4 separate regions of the Mus musculus genome follow, and regions 1, 3 and 4 are each linked to region 2. A link is a contact called in public promoter capture Hi-C data. All regions are on one chromosome and are shown on one strand. The core of a region is the stretch at or near the end of the contact, and the rest is flanking DNA. Distances in the headings are between cores, read along the strand shown. Region 1 holds the start of Rnf111 (ring finger 111). Region 2 holds the start of Mindy2 (MINDY lysine 48 deubiquitinase 2). Region 3 overlaps Lipc (lipase, hepatic). Region 4 overlaps Lipc (lipase, hepatic).

Region 1 (4,575 bases), core at 1,092-3,591, 150 kb after region 2:
AGTGCTTTAGGCATTCTGCACCCAGCCACTTGCAAACTTTCTACCTGGGTAAATGGCACAATCTTGTATTTCAAAGAGAAGTCAAAGGTTTGACCCCCTTAGGCAAGTAAACCTAATTATATTTGTCCAATCATTTCTTTTCAGTACAATGGCCAATTTTATTCATCTGACCAACCATTGTTCTCCAGGGATTATTGGATCTATTATCATTTACCTCTTCATTTTTCTGACCCTTTTCCCTTCAACATATCAAAAGGATTTAAATCCTTACTCTTTTCTTTTTCTCTTTGTTTCTTTGTTTCTTTGTTTCTTTGTTTCTTTCTTTCTTTCTTTCTTCCTTTTTCTTTCTGACTAGGTATCCTGCTAGACTTGTCTCTTTTTCATTCATTACCAATTTAACAAAATAGTATTAGCTCTGGTGTAACTAGTGTGCAATACTTTCTACATTGGGACTTTTCAGCTGAGATATTGACTTCACAGCCCAGATGACTCTTTGTTGTGGGTGGTGTCCTGCCCATGGCTTGGTGCTTAGTACCTCTTACAAGATGTCAGCAACATTTCCCCAGTTGTGACAACCAAAATCATCTTTTGATTATGTCAAACAATACCCGAGTGTCAAAACCAACTTCATAGAGAAACTCTGTTCTCTATGTCAAGATAATCTATGAAGCTGGTCAAGTTTACAGATCTTTCTATTGCTCAACCAACAGCATTTCATGAATCCATGATCATACTCTTTATTGCTAAATTTCCTCCTAATTTTTTACTACCTATATATCTTGACTCAATTTCTCTTCCTTCCTCCTTCCCTCCCTCCCTCTCTAACACATTCAACTCCTCCTAGAATTTCCTTTCACTTCAGCTCTTTAAATAACAAACATTCCACATATCTATTTCCTCTCATTTCTACTCTGGTTGACCTTACCAAAATGCTTGCTTCAACTGTCAGAAATGTAAGTTAATGAATCCGAATCTCCATCATTAGCCCAGTGGTCTACTTAGTTTTAGATTAACACACTCAACAACCAACTAAGTTCAAGCCTTTGGGTAAACATTAGACACTTCAAAAACTCTACCTGATCAGAACAGACAAGTCTTGCCTCTAACCTAAAGTCCCCAACCCAAGAAGCACACATCTTTAGTCCCAGAAGCAGAGGCAGAGGCAGGCAGATTTCTGAATTCGAGGCCAGCCTGGTCTACAGAGTGAGTTCCAGGAAAGCCGGGGCAATACAGAAAAACCCTGTCTCGAAAAAAACCAAACCTAACCAAGCCCGGAAACAAAACAAAACAAAACAAAACAAAACAAAAAAGTCCTGGGCTTTGATAGTCCCGATAGAATTCTACTTGTAGAGGGCAGCAACTAGGGAGGCTGAGGAAATCCAAATCCAATGTTTTCCATTTCTTCTTCTTTTAAAATTTAAAAATACTCCCAGTTCTTGGGAGGCAGAGTCAGGTGGATCTCTGAGTCTCTGGAGTGAGTTCCAAGACAGCCAGGGCTACACAGAGAAACTCTGTCTCGAAAAACCAAAACCAAACCAAACCAAGCCAAAAAATCACCTTCACTAAATATGGAGAACATGAGTGAATATTATCGACGAGCTGATGTAGAAGGAGGTTATTAATGCTTGTTAAATACTTAATTGGTAATATAAGGTACTTTAAGTCGTCATATTTGACCTCACAAGATCATTTTGAAGCATATAAGGCTATCATGTTTTATAGAAGAGGAAACTGAGATTTATAAAGGTGTTAATAAGTCAGCTTGGGCACCCTCACTTTGCTTTCTGACCGGAAATCTGTCTGATTGACTGCAGAGCCCACTCTCTGTCCTTACATCCTTCTAGGGCACACAATAAAAACTGCAATCTTCTGGGTTTTGTGAGGCAATTAAGAAGTCATCTGCGATTGTATAGCTCCCAGGCTACCTAATAATACATTTGAAATGATTTTGAAAATTCACTTCACCAGTGAGATGAGATCTCTGTTTTGGGTATCATCTGCTGAGAAAGACACTAACCCGTGTTTTTTTGTTTTTTTATTTAAAGGCGCGACTAGTGCAATCAGTAAGCTGGAATAATTTTTAGTTTGAGAAAAAGCAACCAGTACGTAGGCGGAATTATGCTGAAGCACTGTTGAGCCCGAAATCACGGAAGAAAGTGAACCCAACCACCTTATTTTTAACTTAGTCCCACTGGGCCAACAGTTCGCCTAAGCCAGTGCAAAGAGGAAGGACTGGGACGCAGGGGGGCGGTCCCTGGCCCGCACATGCGCAGACATACTGCTGTGAGAGGGCGTGAGGGTCCGGAGCGCTCGCTTTCCGAACTGTCGTAAAAGGGCCCCGGTGTCGCGCTCGCGCAGTCGGGGAGGGCCGGCCCAGGCTGCGGCGGCGGCGACGGCGATGGTGGCGGGGCGCTGGTGCTGCGCGGCGTAAGGCACGCCGGCCGTTCAGGGTCGCGAGCGCGCGTGGGCCGCGATCGGGTGCTCGGAGCCGGGTCCAGCCGAGCCAGGCTCAGCCTCACGCTCCGCGGCGGCGGTGTTGACAGACGCCCTCCTGAGGAGAGCCGCCCGGCCCGCCTCAGCCTCACCCGGCCGAGCGCTGTTCCCCAGCCCCGCGCCAGCGAGTCCGGGACCTGGCCGCACGGGGCCTGCGGACTCGGGTGAGGGCGCCGGCGGAAGGGGGGGGGGTGCGGGGGAGGGGAGCGGCGCGGTGGCGCTTGCGCGCGGCGGGGGAGGGGCCGAGCAGGAGGGAGAAAGAGGAAGGGCCGCGGCGGCCGGCCCGGGTCGGCGACAGGGGAATGACCGCGGGTCCCGGACGGCGCGGAGTGGCTCATTGTGTCCGGGCAAGAGTCCGCCCGCGGACACACCCACGGCCTCTTGGGAGGGGGTGGGTGAGGGGATTGCGCCCCGGGGCCGCCGCTCGCCAGCGGGACTGGGGCTCAGGGCCGAGGAGTGGGGGTGACAATGGAGTGAGGAAGGTAACCCCGGCTGGAGCCGGGAGCCGCCCGGTGCGGGCGGGCACGCGCAGTCCGCGGAGCAGAAGACAGGCGCGTCTGATATTGTGTGGAGTTGGCTGGTTAGTCATTAAAAAAAGATGTTTTCTTTATCCTGCCTAGATAATTGATCGGAGTCAGCAGTGGTGCGGTGGAAATATCGGTTTTTGTTCTGGAGAAATAGAGGTTTGTCACCACACTTCTTAGATTATAGAGCTTTATAGATAATTTTAAAAAAAAAGTGTGACTTTTTAGCGTCCAAAAAAAACAACAACCAAAAACCAAAAAACCAGGAAGTTGTAGCTAGCGCCTTCACTTAATTTGCTCATGTCTGGGGTGACTCCATTGTATTGTTGAGAGCTTTCCTGTTCCTTGATTTATGTACAGAATGAGTTTAGAACTCCTGAGTAGCAGTGAGTGAGCCAGCTGACAGAGACCTCATTGTCAGAGTTCTGACAGCTCTTGAACCTGACTTGATCCAAACTTAGTTCCATTTGGCACTTTTATCTTTAATTTTCTTGTTTTGGGGACCTCTTTAACCAAAGAGAGCAAAATCAAAAAAAAGATGAACAGAGGTTCCTCATATCTTTACCATTTGTCTTTGCAATAGCTCTCACGTGACTTAATACAGATGTCCTTTCAAGAATTCTGATTTTACTTAGCTTTTGAGTCTACGTTAAAGAACCCAAACAAACCCCAAAACCTTCATGTGCGTATATACCAGTGTGTGGGGTCTGTACATGTGAGTGCAGGTGCCTCTGAGGCCGGAAGAGGACCTAGTACTCTGGAGTGGTAGTTAAAGGAGGTTTTGCACTGCCCTGTATAGGTGCTGAGTCCCGATTGGGTCCTCAGCCAGCATAGTAAGCACTCTTGACAACAAACCATTTTTCCAGGTCTGGATTTATATTTTGATAGTTTGTAACTAAGTGATTTTTTGTTTTGTTTTTATTTTAGTAAAAAGGTTTAGTAGAAACTGGTCATTGTAATATTGTGTTACATTGTGACATAGGTTTTAAGGAAGCTCTTCTATTTTGAAGAGAAACAATTTAGCTTTAAATTACTTTTGTAGCAGGAGTGCTGAGTGTGTGATGGCTCGAGTTGCCTTTAATCCTAACATTTGGGAGGCAGAGCCTAGCTTGGTGTATATAGTGAGTTCTACAACAGCCCATACTATGTAGAGAGATCCTATTTTAAATACCCACCCCCAAAATATATATTACTTTTGCTACTTTCTTAGGGTGTAACCATGGACAAATTATTTCATTGTATCCTGCTTGCTTGTTACCTCAGAGTCTCAGTAGTATCTGAAAAAATTACTGAGGGCATTTGTGAGTTGGGTGAATGATAGTGGGGAAAATTAGCAAGAATAATTTTTGTTTGTTTGTTTGTTTGTTTTCGAGACAGGGTTTCTCTGTATAGCCCTGGTTGTCCTAGAACTCACTCTGTAGACCAGGCTGGCCTCGAACTCAGAAATTCGCCTGTCTCTAGTAGTTTTTTTCTTAATAATCAGGGTTGGGTGTCATGTATGTGTGTTTTCTTTTGTCATCTTTCCCCTTTGTTCTCTGTATATTGGTCACTTGTATCC
Region 2 (4,719 bases), core at 2,101-4,600:
TAAAAAAATGTTCAACATCCTTATTCATCAGGGAAATGCAAATTAAAACAACCCTGAGATTCCACCTCACATCAGTCAGAATGGCTAAGATCAAAAACTCAGGTGACAGCAGATGCTGGTGAGGATGTGGAGAAAGAGGAACATGCCTCCATTGCTGGTGGGATTGCAAGCTGGTACAACCACTCTGGAAATCAGTCTGGTGGCTCCTCAGAAAATTGGACATAGTACTACCAGAAGATCCAGCAATACCATTTCTGGGCATATACCCAGAAGATGCTCCAACATGTAATAAGGACACATGCTCCACTATGTTTATAGCAGCCTTATTTATAATAGCCAGAAGCTGGAAAGAACCCAGATGTCCCTCAACAGAGGAATGGACACAGAAAATGTGGTACATTTACACAATGGAGTACTACACAGCTATTAAAAGCAATGAATTTATGAAATTCTTAGGCAAATGGATGGATCTGGAGGATATCATCCTGAGTGAGGTAACCTAATCACAAAAGAACACACATGATGGTCACTCACTGATAAGTGGATTTAGCCCAAAAGCTTGGAATACCCAAGATACAGTTTGCAAAACACATGAAACTCAAGAAGGAAGACCAAAGTTGGATACTTCATTCCTTCTTAGAAGGGGGAACAAAATACCCATGGAAGGAGTTACAGAGACAAAGTCTGGAGAAGAGACTGAAAGAATGACCATCCAGAGACTGCCCCATCTGGGGATCCTTCCCATATACAACCACCAAATCCAAACACTATTGTGGATGCCAACAAGTGCTTGCTGACAGGAGCTGTCTCCTGAGAGGCTCTGCCAGTGACTGACAAATACAGAAGTGGATGCTCACAGGATCCCCAATGAAGGAGCTAGAGAAAGGACCCAAGGAGCTGAAGGGGTTTGTAGACCCATAGGAGGAACGATAATATGAACTAACCAGTACCCCCAGAGCTCCCTGGGACTAAACCACCAACCAAAGAAAACACATGGTGGGACTCATGGCTCCAGCTGCATATGTATCAGAGGATGGCCTAGTCAGTCATCAATGGGAGGAGAGGCCCTTGGTCCTGTGAAGGTTCTATGCCCCAGTATAGGGGAATGCCAGGGCCAGGAAGCAGGAGTGGGTGGGTTGGTGAGCAAGGGGAGGAGAGAGGGGATATGGGGTTTTCGGAGGGGAAACCAGGAAAGGAGATAACATTTGAAATGGAAATAAATAAAATATCTAATAAAAAAAGAAAAAGAAAAATCTCAATGGTGATGGCAGGAATTATTGCTTATGGATCAACATGAACTCCAAAATTCAACACTCAGAAAAAACTTTCCATTATCTTTTCTAACTTTTCCAGTTTTCAGGAATTGCCGATCTTGCTTGGCATGGTGGCACATGCCCTTAATTCTAGCACTTGGGAAGCAGAGGCAAGCAATTTTCTGAAAGTTTGAGTCCAGCCTGGCCTACATAACAACTTTCAGGCTAGCTACACTACATAGTGAGACCCAACCTCAATTGAAAGAAAGAAAGAAAGAAAGAAAGAAAGAAAGAAAGAAAGAAAGAAAGAGAGAGAGAGAGAGAGAGAGAGAGAGAGAGAGAGAGAAAGAAAGGGAGGAAGAAAGAAAGAAAGAAAGAAAGAAAGAAAGAAAGAAAGGAAGGAAGGAAGGAAGGAAGGAAGGAAGGAAGAAAGAAAGAAAGAAAGAAAGAAAGAAAGAAAGAAAGAAAGAAAGGAAGATAACTTCCAGTCTTAAAAACACAGCGTTCACATCTATAATCTCAAAATTGGAGTGGGAGAAAAAGTACAAGAGGATTGCTGTGAATTCCAGGTCAGTTAGTCTAAGACACAGGGTGAGACTCTCAAATTGGAAGAGAGGCAGAGCCAGCCAGGGCTACAAATTGAGACTCTGTCTCAAAAAACAAAAGTGAAATAAGATAAGCAAAGTAGTAGAGGGCTCTGTAGAGTGTTTGTCATACATGAATTGAGCCCCAGCCCTAAAAAAAAAAAAAAAAAAAAAAAAAAAAAAAAAAAAAGGAAAGGGGGGGGAAGAAAAGAAAGGAAGGGAGGAGAGAGTTGGAGGTGGGAAGAAAGAGGGAGAAGTCGAAGAGAGTGCCGAGAAAGAGATCATCATTTCTGAGAAGATAATAGTGATATTTTTAGTGTGAAACACAGTATTCAGTAACATGCTTGGTGCTAACACATGAATGAGCAAAATAATGCATTAATTTGTCTACTTTTCTAACCAGTAGCAGGACAGAAGTGTAACAATCCATGATGCACCATATATTTGTATACCTGATACTAAAGGAAGACCCACCTGTCTTGTTCATTTTTATATTCTCAGACAACTTTGAAGAGGGAAGGGTCCAGGAAAAAAAAAAAAAACAAAAAAAACAAAAAACCAAAAAACAAAAAAACCAAAAAAAAAAAAAAAAAAACACCCCACTTTTCCAGAGCAGGTTAGATGATCTATATCCACTCTTGCCAATAAATAAGTAAGTAAATAAATAGAAAAAAAAAGTTGCAGGCAACTCTGTCCATCCTCTATGCAGATGTCAAGCCCTGATGAGAAGTCAATTCTAATTTTAAAAGTCATTTTTTCGGGAAGCAGAAGCTTCCCACTCTGTGCAAAGAGAAGCCAAGTGAACAGAACCGCAAAGACTTGGCTTGCTTCAAACGCAAACTGATTTATTATTATTGGACCAAATTTACCCTCTCGCCTGGGGCGTAGGCCAATATCCACAACCTCATTGAACCTCCGGCAAGGCAAACCAGTAGCTGGTTGGGAGCGCAGCGATTCTCAGCCAAAACCCAGGGAGAGTTGTCCCTGTACTGCGCAGTCTTCCAAAAGCCTCCAACAGAACTCGCCTTTCAAATTTGCATTTCCTAAGAAATGCTTCCAATTCTCAACATTAAAAGCTAAAAAAAAAAAAAAAGAAAAGAAAAAGCCAGCTCTCCCGAGGCCTTCAGGGAATGGCTGTCTTCCAATGCTACTACCACTTTCGGGGTCCACCAGGCTCAAGCCCAAAGTAGACCACACTCCCTACAAGCCTCAGCCACTGCCTTTAAAGTAACCGCGCGCAGCGGGGATGCCCCGGAGTTCAACTTCCGGCAGCACACACAAGATTATTTTCCTAGTGGCGCTGCGGCTCTCCGAGCCGCGCCCCTGACCACGCCCTCAGCCACGCCCCTGGCCTCGCTCTGCCTTCCCTAGCCTGAACGCGCGGGAGGGGCGTGGCCTCGGGGGAGAAGCGCTCCCCGAGTGGGTCCGGGCGCTTCAACGAGCGCAGTCACGCGGAGGCACGCTCCGAGCGGGCGGGCGGGGGCACGCGCGCGCGCTCCCGCCGCCCTCTACGGTGACGTGCCTGGCCGAGGCCGCGCTAGGGCGCTGGAGCTGCTACAGAGCGGCTGTCATGGCGTCGGAGGCGCTTGCTGAGGAGAGCCGGCCGCGGTGTCTATAGGACCAGGGGCGGGCGGCCGGGGATGGAGAACAGCCCTGACAGCCCACAGCCTCTGGAACTAGGGGTGGCGGCCGGGCGAGTGTCGCCGCCGGAAGGGCGACGGCGCGGCGGGCGCGAGGCTGAGGATGGTCCCGCTGGACGCGCGGTGGACAGCGGCGGGCAGGGGGCGGCGGCGGCGGCAGCGCGGAGCAGCCTCGGGGACCCGACGTCCCCCTCGCAGCTCGGATGCGGCGCGGGCTCGGACTTGAAGGACGGCGCGTCGTCGAGCCCTGCCGCCTCGGAGGTGCCTTCAAGAGGGCAGCACAAGGTGACCGCCTCCCCGGAGCTGGCCGAGGCCGCGGCGGGCCGAGGGTCGGGGCCAGTGGGCGACACGGGCACCTGCAGGGTGGAGCAGGCGGCGGAAGAGCCCAGCAGCACCGGCGCCCCGAGCAGCAGCTGCAGCGAGCCGAGCCCCCCTGGGGACTCGCCCAGCTTGGACTCCCTGGAGTCTTTCTCCAACCTGCATTCTTTCCCCAGTAGCTCTGAGTTCAATAGTGAGGAGGGAGCAGAGACCAGGGTCCCCGAGGACGTGGAGGAGGGCGCGGCGGGGCCGCCCAGGGCTGCACCTCTATGCAAAGAGGAGGAGGAGGACCCGGCTCAGGTGCTAGCGGCCTCCAAAGAACGCTTTCCCGGACAGTCGGTGTATCACATCAAATGGATCCAGTGGAAAGAGGAGAACACGCCCATCATCACCCAGAATGAGAATGGACCCTGCCCTTTGCTGGCCATCCTCAATGTTTTGCTTCTCGCCTGGAAGGTACACTCTGCAGCTTTCTACTTCCTACAGCTTGTGGGGTGGGGAGGGGCAAAATGGGGTGAGGAAACTGCTGTTTGTCAGCTGATGGCTTCCTTCCATTCATCAGACTCCTCCTTTTTTTTTTTTTTTTTTTTTGAGACAAGGTTTGTCTGTGTAGCTTAAACTGTCCTCGAACAGTTTAAGATCTTAATGCTACAGCCTCTAGAGTGCTAGGTTTACAGACATGCACCCCTATATCTAACAGTCTCTTATTACATGAAATTAATTCCAGGATTTCTTTATTGAAAGATTATTCATGTGGCAACATGTCAGGAAGAATTGCCCCCAACTTAAGGTCTTTTTTGTATTAAAAATTCAACATTCGGTTAAAGGTTGTAACTGATGGTTTACCTATAAACAAGCAGAATCCAGAGCACCCTGCACTTACATCTTCTGAGTATTTTTAGCTATATTTGCCTATATTATTCC
Region 3 (4,645 bases), core at 115-2,614, 160 kb before region 2:
TCGGAGCAAAGTTCACCTAATTGGGTACAGCCTGGGAGCGCACGTCTCAGGGTTCGCAGGCAGCTCCATGGACGGGAAGAACAAGATTGGAAGAATCACAGGTATGACTGATGGATAACCCTACACAAGCTCCAGGGCTGCGGGAAGCAGGGAGCACGCACCTGCTCACTATGCTTGTGGTCCTGATCGCTGAGGGGTAACACTGAGCACTCCCTAACACGCCTTCTGTCAGCAATTGCTGCTATCCCATGAGAGCGCAGAACAAAGGACAGCTCTGCGCTCTGACCCTTCTCCTAGCTGTTCCACATGGTTCCAAGAGAAGATTCTAATTACACTTTTTAATAAGAAACTTTTTTCTGTTTTTGTTGTTTTTATTTATGTTCTTGTTTTTGAGACTTCATCTCCTGTAGCCCAGGCTAGCCTTCAGTTCTATCTCTAGCTTGACACTCCTAACTCCAGTGTGCATAAATGCCTCACCAAGAAGGCATTGCTAGAGAGGTCAGAATCCCACAAAGTGGGGATATTGCTTGCTGAGCAAACTTGGGGACCAGAATTTGTTAGGATCCCCAGATGCTAACAATGTGCATCAAGGTCAAGGGGTACGGTATCCCACCTGTAATTCCTGTAAGCTCTGGGCTTTTTGGGAGACCCTCACTGAATACAGTCAAAGAACAATCAAGGATGATTCCAGACATCAATCTCCAGGTGTCATGTGCACACACACACACACACACACACACACACACACACGTAAACAAGCACACACACAGCAGTACCTACACACATGTAATCATGCTCACCACACACACACACACACAAAGCACACACAAGGGTGCCCATACACATGTAAACATGCACACACACACAGCAGTACCTGCACACATATAATCATGCTCACCACACACACACACACTTACACAAGGGTGCCTACACACATGTAAACATTCACAGACACATACATTTCACCTTTCATGATTACAAACATGTAATGATGCTCACCACACACACACACACACACATACACAAAGCACACACAAGGGTGCCCATACACATGTAAACATGCACACACACAGCAGTACCCACACACATGTAATCATGCTCACCACACACACACAAGGGTGCCCACACACATGTAAACATGCACATACACACACAGTAGTACCTACACACATATAATCATGCTCACTACACACACAGACACACACAGCAGTACCTACACACATATAATCATGCTCACTACACACACACACACACACACACAATGGAAAAACAAAACAAAGGATCTCACAAAGTGAGCCATTATCAGGCCTCGCCCTGGCCCTCCCCATTCCAGCTGGCATTGTTACATCCCAGCAGAGTAATCAGGCCACCCACACAGGAGACAGCAGGAGGCTCCTTACTCTGGAGTCATCTTGCTGCTGTTAGCCTAAAGAATAGTGGATCTCACCACTGGCTGCAGGTGGGCTGGACAGCAGGTGACCTCACTGCTGCTCACTGACAGTTCCTTCCTTGCCTACAGCAAAGATGGTAGCCCTGGACTGAGGCCTGCCACCAAAGGTCCCTTCAGACAAGTCATGAGGAGAGCCCAGGGTGCATACATAAAACCCTCCCCCAAGCAGTCAGCCAGAATCCGGCTTGTTCCTGGGAGCATGTCTGTCACTTGGAGGCTGAGCTTGCAAAGGCCCTACACGGCCACATTTCCACCCCTTCCTAAGGTTTTGTTCTGGACGTTCTATAGGATGACATGAGCGTAGGAAGCCAGCTTGTTCGAGACTACTGACAACACACAGGCAAACAAATTCTTACTTCACCCAAGTCAGAACTGCACAGAACGAGCGCCGTGGGCTGCTGCTTTTTATGCAAACAGATGCTGTGGAAACTACCAGGGGAGGCACTTAAAATTGATTTGCTTAAATAAATCAAGCATTCACTCATAACCTCACTGTTCGTTCTGATCCTCTCTGCAAAGCTCTTTCCCCTTAGAACAATGCCTGACCTGGGTAACTTTCAGAGCCATGAATTACCATGGCTTTACACCAAAGGGCGGTTGCAGGAAGAAGTTCTAGAGAAGCTCCAAGCACCTTCTTCCTTCTAGCTCAGAAAGGTGAAAGGATCAAAGAGCTCAGAGGAGAGCCTTCTGCCCTCCCCCCACCACTAACTTAACCCGGCTTGCATTTCCCTCTCAGGGCTGGACCCTGCGGGCCCTATGTTTGAGGGAACGTCCCCCAACGAGCGCCTTTCTCCTGATGATGCCAATTTTGTGGACGCCATTCATACCTTTACCAGGGAGCACATGGGCTTGAGTGTGGGCATCAAGCAGCCCATTGCCCACTATGACTTCTACCCCAATGGGGGCTCCTTCCAGCCTGGCTGCCACTTCCTGGAACTCTACAAACACATTGCAGAGCATGGCTTAAACGGTAAGAAGGGAAAATCACAGCCCGGAGCCTCAGCCTATTCCTCACACTCTCCTGGGGCCTCCAGGAGATCCTCATACAGCTCATATGCGTGCTCACACAGCAAGGCTAGAGGCCCAGATGCGGGCTGTCAAAGGCCTTTTGGAGAGCTGATGGTTCCCAGACAGCTGCTCCCCCATGGCAGTTCAGAGGGTCTCAGAGGGCGGGGGGGGGGTGGGGGGAGCACCGAGTGACCCAGGAAGCTCTTCCAGGGGCACTAGCCCTTGTGAGAGCTGTCCTAGCTCTATCTGTTGTTCTCTCCTTTCTAGAACTTTCCACCTTTAGGGGCTTTCACTCTTCAGAGCCACAGGAGGGTATATGTAATATACCTTAGCATTTCATGTGTGCGTGCTTGCACATGCGTGTGTGTGTGTGTGTGTGTGTGTGTGTGTGTGTGTGTGTGTATCTGTGTCTATGTGTGTGTCTGTGTGTCTATGTGAGTACATGTATGTTTAGATGGCATATGTGTGGAGATAAATACTGAAACCAAGAGACAGCCTCCATCTTGTTTTTGTTTTGGGTTTGTTTGGGTTTTTGTTTTGTTTTGTTTTGTTTTCTTTTGAAACATGGTGTCTCAATGAATTAGTTCTCACTACTCTGGCGATGTCAGTGTCTGGCCCAAGAATCTACCTGCTTCTGCCTCCCCAGTATGTGGATACAAGCATACTACTATACTTGGCTCTTGTACACGAGTTCTGGGATTTGAACTCAAGTCCTTGTGCTTGTGTGCCAATCCCTTTACTGACTGACCTGTGTCCCCAGCCTAAGCTTTGGTGTCTGCACCAAGATTCTCACTCTTCCCTCTGGCCAGAAGGCTGGTCAGCTGATCCCACATGGCATGACTGAGACTGTCCCATGCAACTTTCAGCTGCAGATCCATCGACATGCACATTGACAATGTATATCAATGTTATAAGTAGTGTTAAAAGGGGATTAAAGAACTGGCCAGCCAGCCGGGCATGGTGGCACACGCCTTTAATCCCAGCACTTGGGAGGCAGAGGCAGGCAGATTTCTGAGTTTGAGGTCAGCCTGGTCTACAAAGTGAGTTCCAGAACAGCCAGGGCTACACAGAGAAACCCTGTCTTGAAAAACAAAACAACAACAACAACAACAAAAAACAAAACAAAATAAAAAAAACAGGCCAGCCAACAGTCACCAAACCTTCCAGGCACTTGCAAACTACTTGCATTCCAGATTTGCCATGTTAGATGTCACCTGATGAGAGCAGGTCACTCTATGACACTGGGGGACCTCAACTTCACATTCGAGCTTCCCATTGCCACCATCCAAATGCAGGCTGAGCACACCTTGCGGATTCCATCCCTCTCCTCACCTCCTCAGTATCAGAAAGACCTTCATACACCTCACTGCCTCACCACCTCCAGTTGGCCGGGCTCCCAGCCTTCTGCCAAATCCCAGAGCCTTCTGGGACTTTCCTCTTACCTCCCTTTCCATCCTCCCAGGGGGTCACCACCCCTCCAGTCAGCAGCAGATCTCAGTCAATTCACCCACTCTTTCTCAGAGCTACATCCCCTCCTTGCAAAGCTCAGTCCTAAGATGCTTGGTCGCCACTTGCCTGATAAACACCCGTTAGCCAGTCACTGCGATTTTCTCTTTAAGCTAAACTTAAAGTGGCATAACTACTTGTTTGCACCCTGCTTGCCTAACAGGGGGTAAGGAGGAACTCTGGAGTCCCTCACTCCTTTGTTTAAGATGCTCTCATTCTAGGGCATTCCCCCTCCACACCTGTACAGAAGGCAGCTTGATAGCAGCTCTTCACCATCATCCCCTACCCCCACCCCAGAGCATGCTTCAGAGCCTGTGAATGTCTCTGAGGCTGTTTTCTCCTTTGCTAGAGCAGCGGGGTCCAGGCACTGCTGGGGAGACATGAGTGATTGAGTGGACAGCAAGCAGTGTGCTCCTAACAGGTACTCCAAAAGCAGAGCTGCTGGTGACAGAGATAAAACACTGAGGGAATTAATTGGTCCAGGCGAGATGACCTGTGCCTGACCTTTGCTTTAGGTGTTATTGTGTCTGGTAGTTCCCTGACATTCCTTTAAAATAATTGGCTGCAGATGATTAGATATTATAAAAGGTCAAATTGCATGATGGGAGGAAGGGTCTATAGCTTCACAGGCAGGGTGCCTGCACAGAAAAACCTGGGTTCCAGGACCTGCTCTGTAATAAC
Region 4 (4,957 bases), core at 447-2,946, 220 kb before region 2:
ATTCCTCTTCACAAAAAGGCCTCCTTCAAGCAATAATCTCTGGCCAGCAGTCTCTTTATGCAGACACATGCATGAGCCGGTAGCAAGCCAAGAACTTCTTTTGTCAATTTTCTTATTGGGACCTCACAACATTTCTGAAAAAAAGGAAAAAAAATGCATGTCCTCCCTCATCTTACAGATCTGAGAAGTTCCTGAGATAACCCAGTCATCCAGAAGTGAGTGGGAGGGCCCCAGATGTTTCATTGCTTCTTCTCAGGGGCATCCGAGTAAAAATGAGTGTGTCCCTGAGATCTCTTCTTGAGACATTGACGTCACCTACCACATGTGTTAGGAGCATGCATTTTGTGTGCACAGACATCAGCCAGGGTCCAGATGTGGACAGGTAGGACATCAGCCCATCTGCAGATACCTAATACACCTTAGTTCATCTCTGGGATTTATCTAATGAAACATCTCCCAACATCTGACATGCAGGGTTGCAGTTTCTTCCGAGAAGCTAGAAAATCCATAGCACAAACTACCTGACTCGGGTTCCTTATTGAGTCCATTTTACTTCTTCTCCTACAGCAACCTCACACAAACCCTCTTCTTTCTCCATTCCCCTCCCTGCTGTTTGTACCCAAGATTCTGCCCAGATCTTCCTCCATCTCCCTTAGACTTTTTTAGAAAGATCCCCCATCTCAGGACTTGTCTGACAAGAGCATCCCCCCATTCTCAGGCTGGGTGTAGATGACTCTCCTGCTTTGCTTGCAACTGAAATATCCTCTGCTTTGTGGGACTTTGGCTGCCAAATCAGGGCAGCCCCAGACACAGCAGAATGGTTATTCACCCTAGTTAGGCCCATGAGTTGTTTCCACCTGCTGAAAGTTCAGCAAGGGTCCCAGCTTCCCTGTACATTTCTCTCCTTTTGTTAATATAGATGTGACTCCTCCAGTTGAGGCCCTGTGCCTGGGTACTTTGTCTGGCCCAGGCCAGGTGTGCTGTGGTTGTGTAATATGAGCATAGACTCCAACTGAGTGGTAGGAGATGGCCTCTGGGCCAGGAAGAGGAAGCCAGGCAGATAGAGGGCACCATGCCAAGAAGCCCACATGCAATGCTCATGACCTGAGACCAGAAGAACCATGGCTCATGGCAGCAGCTGTTTGCTTTCTTGTTGGTTTGATCTGCCCACAGTAGCTTGGAGGAGGATGTAATGATCCCTCCACAGATACATTTTGCTTCAGAGAATTCAAGTATAGGTGATTGACAAGCAAGTCCAGATGTGAGATAGATTACTATTCAAGTGACAGGAGGAGGGGGTGAGCTGAGTGTGTCTGGTGTAGGAAGACACTTACTTTCTATACAACACAATCCTTGAAGCTAGAGAGAAAGCTTTAGCTGGTGCTCAACTGAAACAGACACTAGCTTGATGTGCGTTGGATGTTCAAAGTAACTCTGATGGCAGAACTCAAGTTTCAATCTTCGTGAATGGCACACATGGTCCTAGACACTGAGTTCAAGTCCTAGATATGCAGCTTGGAAACTAACAAGCTAATCTTGCAAATGTTTGGTCCTCATATGTGATCCAGGATAATCTCTGTCCCTGAAGACACAATGTGAGGGTTAAATGAAGAAATGGTGTGCCTGGGTGGCGTGCTGGTACACAGTAAGTGCTCAGTAGAGCAATCTGGTATTTTAGTGCTGGCAATGGTGTTACTTTGGCACTGGAAGCTGTGTAGCCCATCTGGGCATTCCACCAGCTTTCTGGAGCTAAAGACGGTCCCTTATTAAGTAGCTTCCAGAAGGCTCGTTGTTGAAAGCTGACTGTCTCTTTGGTTCTTGCTTATCAGACGTATTATTTTCTATCTGATGGTCTTGCTCTGGAAGGTTCTGGCCCAAACAAGCTGTCTAATTATAACATTTGGAGAGCTCATGCCATCCGTCAGAAGCAGCTTTCTCAAGAGCTGGGACTGAAATAAATAGGCAATTAGCAGGTTTTGCTGGATCTTCCCCCCACCCCTCCTTTAGTACCTCTAACACATTAAGCTTATCACAACTATTTTAAGGGCATTCAGCTGAGGTACAAATGGGGTTAGTAGCAATCCCGTGTCTACCATGAATTCCTGCTACCAGCAGCTACGTGGCCTAGGGCTGGTCTCTGCTCAACTCTGGCCTCAGTTTCCTTGAAGATATAAGGTGAGGAACTTAGGCCAGTCAATCTCTAATGATCTTTCCTACGCAGAAATAGAATGGTTCTTAGAGGTCAGGAATCACACTGGGGCTGGTGCGGAATTACATAAATGTGTGCACCTCAGTTACATGTCTTGCTCTCCTCTCTGTTGGTGTGATTAAAAAAAAAAACATTCTGACCAAAAGGAAAAAGTTTACTTGGCTTGCATTTCTAGACCATAACCCATTATTGATAGAAGTCATCACAAGAACTCAAGGCAGAACCTGAGAGGCAGGAACCATGGAGAAATGCTACTTACAGGCTCACTCTTGGAGTAATGCTTAGCTTTCTTGTGCAGTCCAGCTCTTATGCCAAGGAATGGTGTTGTCAGAGGGTTGGACCTTTAAGACAACTGTGATAACCCCTCACAGAAATATTCACAGACTGACCAGATAAAGACACTCAGTTGAGACTCTTGCTTTCTTTAGGTGACACTAGGCTATGTCTGGTTGACAGTCAATGCTAGCCAGGACACTGTCATTCAGCCACCAGCTATCTATTAATGTCCTTGCAAGTGCTAGGTGCCAGGCTGGGTATTTAGAATAGTCCCTCATGTCCACCCTGGCTCAGCAAACTTGTAGGAATGTCCTCATTTTTAGTGTTATTTTGTTATATAGCACTTAGTCCTGAGCTTGGGTCTTGCCTATCTTTGCCTGGGCTTGTGGGGACTGTCACCTCCACTACATGCCCCATCCCCTGAAATGTCAGAGGAACAAAGCCACAGCTTGCGACCTCTAGCACAGAAGGACTGGCCTTGGGAGAAGAAGATGTGTAGGAGTGAAGGCATTCTAGACCACTTCTTGGATTCCAGTACCCAGGGTTATAGAAAATGGAGAGTAAGTTGCTGCTTTTTTATAGCCCTCTTGTCTGCATGGAGGGAATGTGTCCAGGAGCAAGTACCCCAAGTCTTCTAACAACCTAGGGACACGCTCCCTCTTACATCTCAGTGAGAAAGGGGTGAGATTTAGGAGTCCAGGTTCTACCGTTTGAGAAGGAAACTTAGTCTTAATCTTTCATTTCTGATACTCTGGTCTTTCTGGATACTTGACAAAACTCTTGAGGGGCTAAAGGCCTAGTAAGCAATAGAGATAATAGCTATGTTTCTCTTTTGGCCTTCAATCACATGGCCATACAGAACTGACTATTCAAATAACCTGAAAAGACATTCACCTACATAACAGAATTTGAGCTCCAAAAAGTTTCACTTCTCAAAACTATTATCCCTGTGGTCCAAAACTCAACTGTTTGTAATTATTGGGAAGGGAGGCCTTGCAGTCTTGTCATGGTCAGAAGATGCCTCCTGAGGAGTTTTACCAGCTATGACCCACTAGTATTATGAAGAAAAATTATGTTCACTTGGCCCTTGGCTTGTCTCAGACTCTATAATATTAAATTCATTTTTCATTCTAAACCAGTCTATGAGATAGGGTTTATGATCCAATGTATTAAAACCAGAAGACTAAGGTTCCCGGCGTTTTGGGAACTTGCTAAAGGGCCACAGAGTCAGGACTTAAATAACACAAGTGGGGTGGAGACAGTGGGAGCTCGAGGGAACAGGCCAGGAAGGAAGTGTCTACAGGAGAGCTGTGAATATGCCAGGCTGGCTATCAGCTTCTAGCACTAGAACTTCCATCAATAAAGGAAGAAAGAGAATTGATCATGTTCCTTTTGCAATGCAGTGGGCTCCACTCCAGCCCCAAACCTGCAAGTATTGTGTATAGGCTCTCCATTGCCACAAACACACATGACCCTGGCTCCTCTGAGAACCAGCTCCAGCCATGGGATAAACTCCCCTGTGGTTGTCTCAACCCAGGAAACATGCAAGATGTCCTCTCTCCAAACCCTGCCCCTTACACTCACATCACTTGTATTTATAGAAATTGTTCTGCCCTGAGAGTTTCACAACCTCTAATCTGCAGCTCTCCGGGAGAATATAAATTAAAACCCCAAAATGGAATATGGAGACATGTTTCATCCCTGTCGTCTCCTGCTCTCTGAACTCAGAGTCTTTAAGTAGGTTGAGCCCTTGGTCTGTCTCTCAAACAAGAAAGGAGAGGTGGTGAGGAGAGGCGGTGCCCAGTTACTTATGGTGCTGATGAATGCCTGCCAACCAGTTATTAAGGACAGGAGACACACTTGCAAAAATGCCAGGGCTCAGAAAGCCCGGAACTGGGGAAGTGTGGAGGACCTGTAATTACAGCAGGTGGAAACCTGACTGTAGCACACCTGCTAAGCAAGAGTGATCCCATTACACGGCCTAGCAGGAGCAGAGTTCACAGGGAATTGAATTTCCAGCTTGCTGCCTCAGAGTTATTCTCAGATTTACCTCCTACACTCGGGAGGTGAAGGAACAAAAGAACCCTTGAAAATCCAGGAAAGAAACTCAATCCTGATCCCCAGTCCCTGACAGTCAGGGCTGCAGAAAGACAGACATCCTGCTCCCAAAACCTGCCCCAAAGCTAGATGCCCAGAGGCTGGCATTTCGTGGGGGTGATAGTGTCTGCCAAACACAAGGACACACAATAGTGCCATTGCCTGCTCAGAAACGTACAACGCTGTCCCTCCTTCACCCTGGGCCTGGCTGCAGGGTGCTATCCAAGGAGGGCTGTCATACCTTGGGACTATTGATCCTGTGACAGCTCAGTGGTGCCTGAAATACCACCTGCCACAAGACTGTAGTTGGTATCTCAGGACACTAACAGGCCCGGAGGCTGGGAGGCCTGTCTACCAATGCTTTCACATGTGACC

What was found. Promoter capture Hi-C pulls out the DNA fragments that hold promoters and counts their contacts. Capture Hi-C pulls out chosen DNA fragments and counts their contacts.
Region 1: a contact with region 2 is called in a promoter capture Hi-C map of adipose tissue. The contact joins the promoter of Rnf111 here to the promoter of Mindy2 in region 2. A contact is called at or near these places in 6 of 39 promoter capture datasets (the 3T3-L1 cell line, the C10 cell line, erythroid cells and 3 more), 8 of 484 Hi-C or Micro-C datasets (CD4 T cells, CD8 T cells, embryonic stem cells and 3 more), 6 of 115 datasets of contacts at active chromatin or transcription factors (the 230-238 cell line, the HPC-7 cell line, effector CD8 T cells and 3 more) and 3 of 9 other capture datasets (adipose tissue, liver and pancreatic islet).
Region 3: a contact with region 2 is called in a promoter capture Hi-C map of hippocampal neurons, with 2.1 times the contacts expected there. The contact joins the enhancer-like site here to the promoter of Mindy2 in region 2. A contact is called at or near these places in 9 of 39 promoter capture datasets (3T3-L1-derived adipocytes, HPC-7-derived erythroid cells, embryonic stem cells and 6 more), 6 of 115 datasets of contacts at active chromatin or transcription factors (bone marrow-derived macrophages, embryonic stem cells, extraembryonic endoderm stem cells and 3 more) and 3 of 9 other capture datasets (adipose tissue, liver and pancreatic islet).
Region 4: a contact with region 2 is called in a promoter capture Hi-C map of hippocampal neurons, with 2.8 times the contacts expected there. The contact joins the enhancer-like site here to the promoter of Mindy2 in region 2. A contact is called at or near these places in 13 of 39 promoter capture datasets (the 3T3-L1 cell line, the C10 cell line, HPC-7-derived erythroid cells and 7 more), 1 of 484 Hi-C or Micro-C datasets (bone marrow-derived macrophages), 4 of 115 datasets of contacts at active chromatin or transcription factors (bone marrow-derived macrophages, embryonic stem cells, extraembryonic endoderm stem cells and 1 more) and 5 of 9 other capture datasets (adipose tissue, embryonic stem cells, liver and 2 more).

Annotation. Positions count from the first base shown.
Region 1 is chr9:70,501,541-70,506,115 of GRCm38.p6, reverse strand. Rnf111 (ring finger 111) reads left to right here and starts at 2,341. Exons shown (of 15, transcript NM_033604.3): 1 at 2,341-2,657; 2 at 3,114-3,176.
Region 2 is chr9:70,655,805-70,660,523 of GRCm38.p6, reverse strand. Mindy2 (MINDY lysine 48 deubiquitinase 2) reads left to right here and starts at 3,350. Exons shown (of 9, transcript NM_172772.2): 1 at 3,350-4,251. The coding sequence starts at 3,478. Gm31872 (a long non-coding RNA gene) reads right to left here and starts at 2,853. Exons shown (of 3, transcript XR_379591.4): 1 at 2,312-2,853.
Region 3 is chr9:70,814,305-70,818,949 of GRCm38.p6, reverse strand. It overlaps Lipc (lipase, hepatic), which reads left to right. Exons shown (of 9, transcript NM_008280.2): 4 at 1-101; 5 at 2,187-2,420. Among named protein-coding and RNA genes, the nearest start is that of Gm32017, 98 kb to the left of the region's middle. Within about 2 kb of position 1,364, at least 50 of the 459 cell types and tissues checked have an H3K27ac peak or open chromatin away from gene starts, as enhancers often do. A contact at or near this core is called in embryonic stem cells, extraembryonic endoderm stem cells and hippocampal neurons, where this site is marked.
Region 4 is chr9:70,875,125-70,880,081 of GRCm38.p6, reverse strand. All of the region lies in intron 1 of Lipc (lipase, hepatic), which reads left to right. Among named protein-coding and RNA genes, the nearest start is that of Gm32017, 37 kb to the left of the region's middle. Within about 2 kb of position 1,696, at least 19 of the 459 cell types and tissues checked have an H3K27ac peak or open chromatin away from gene starts, as enhancers often do. A contact at or near this core is called in hippocampal neurons, where this site is marked.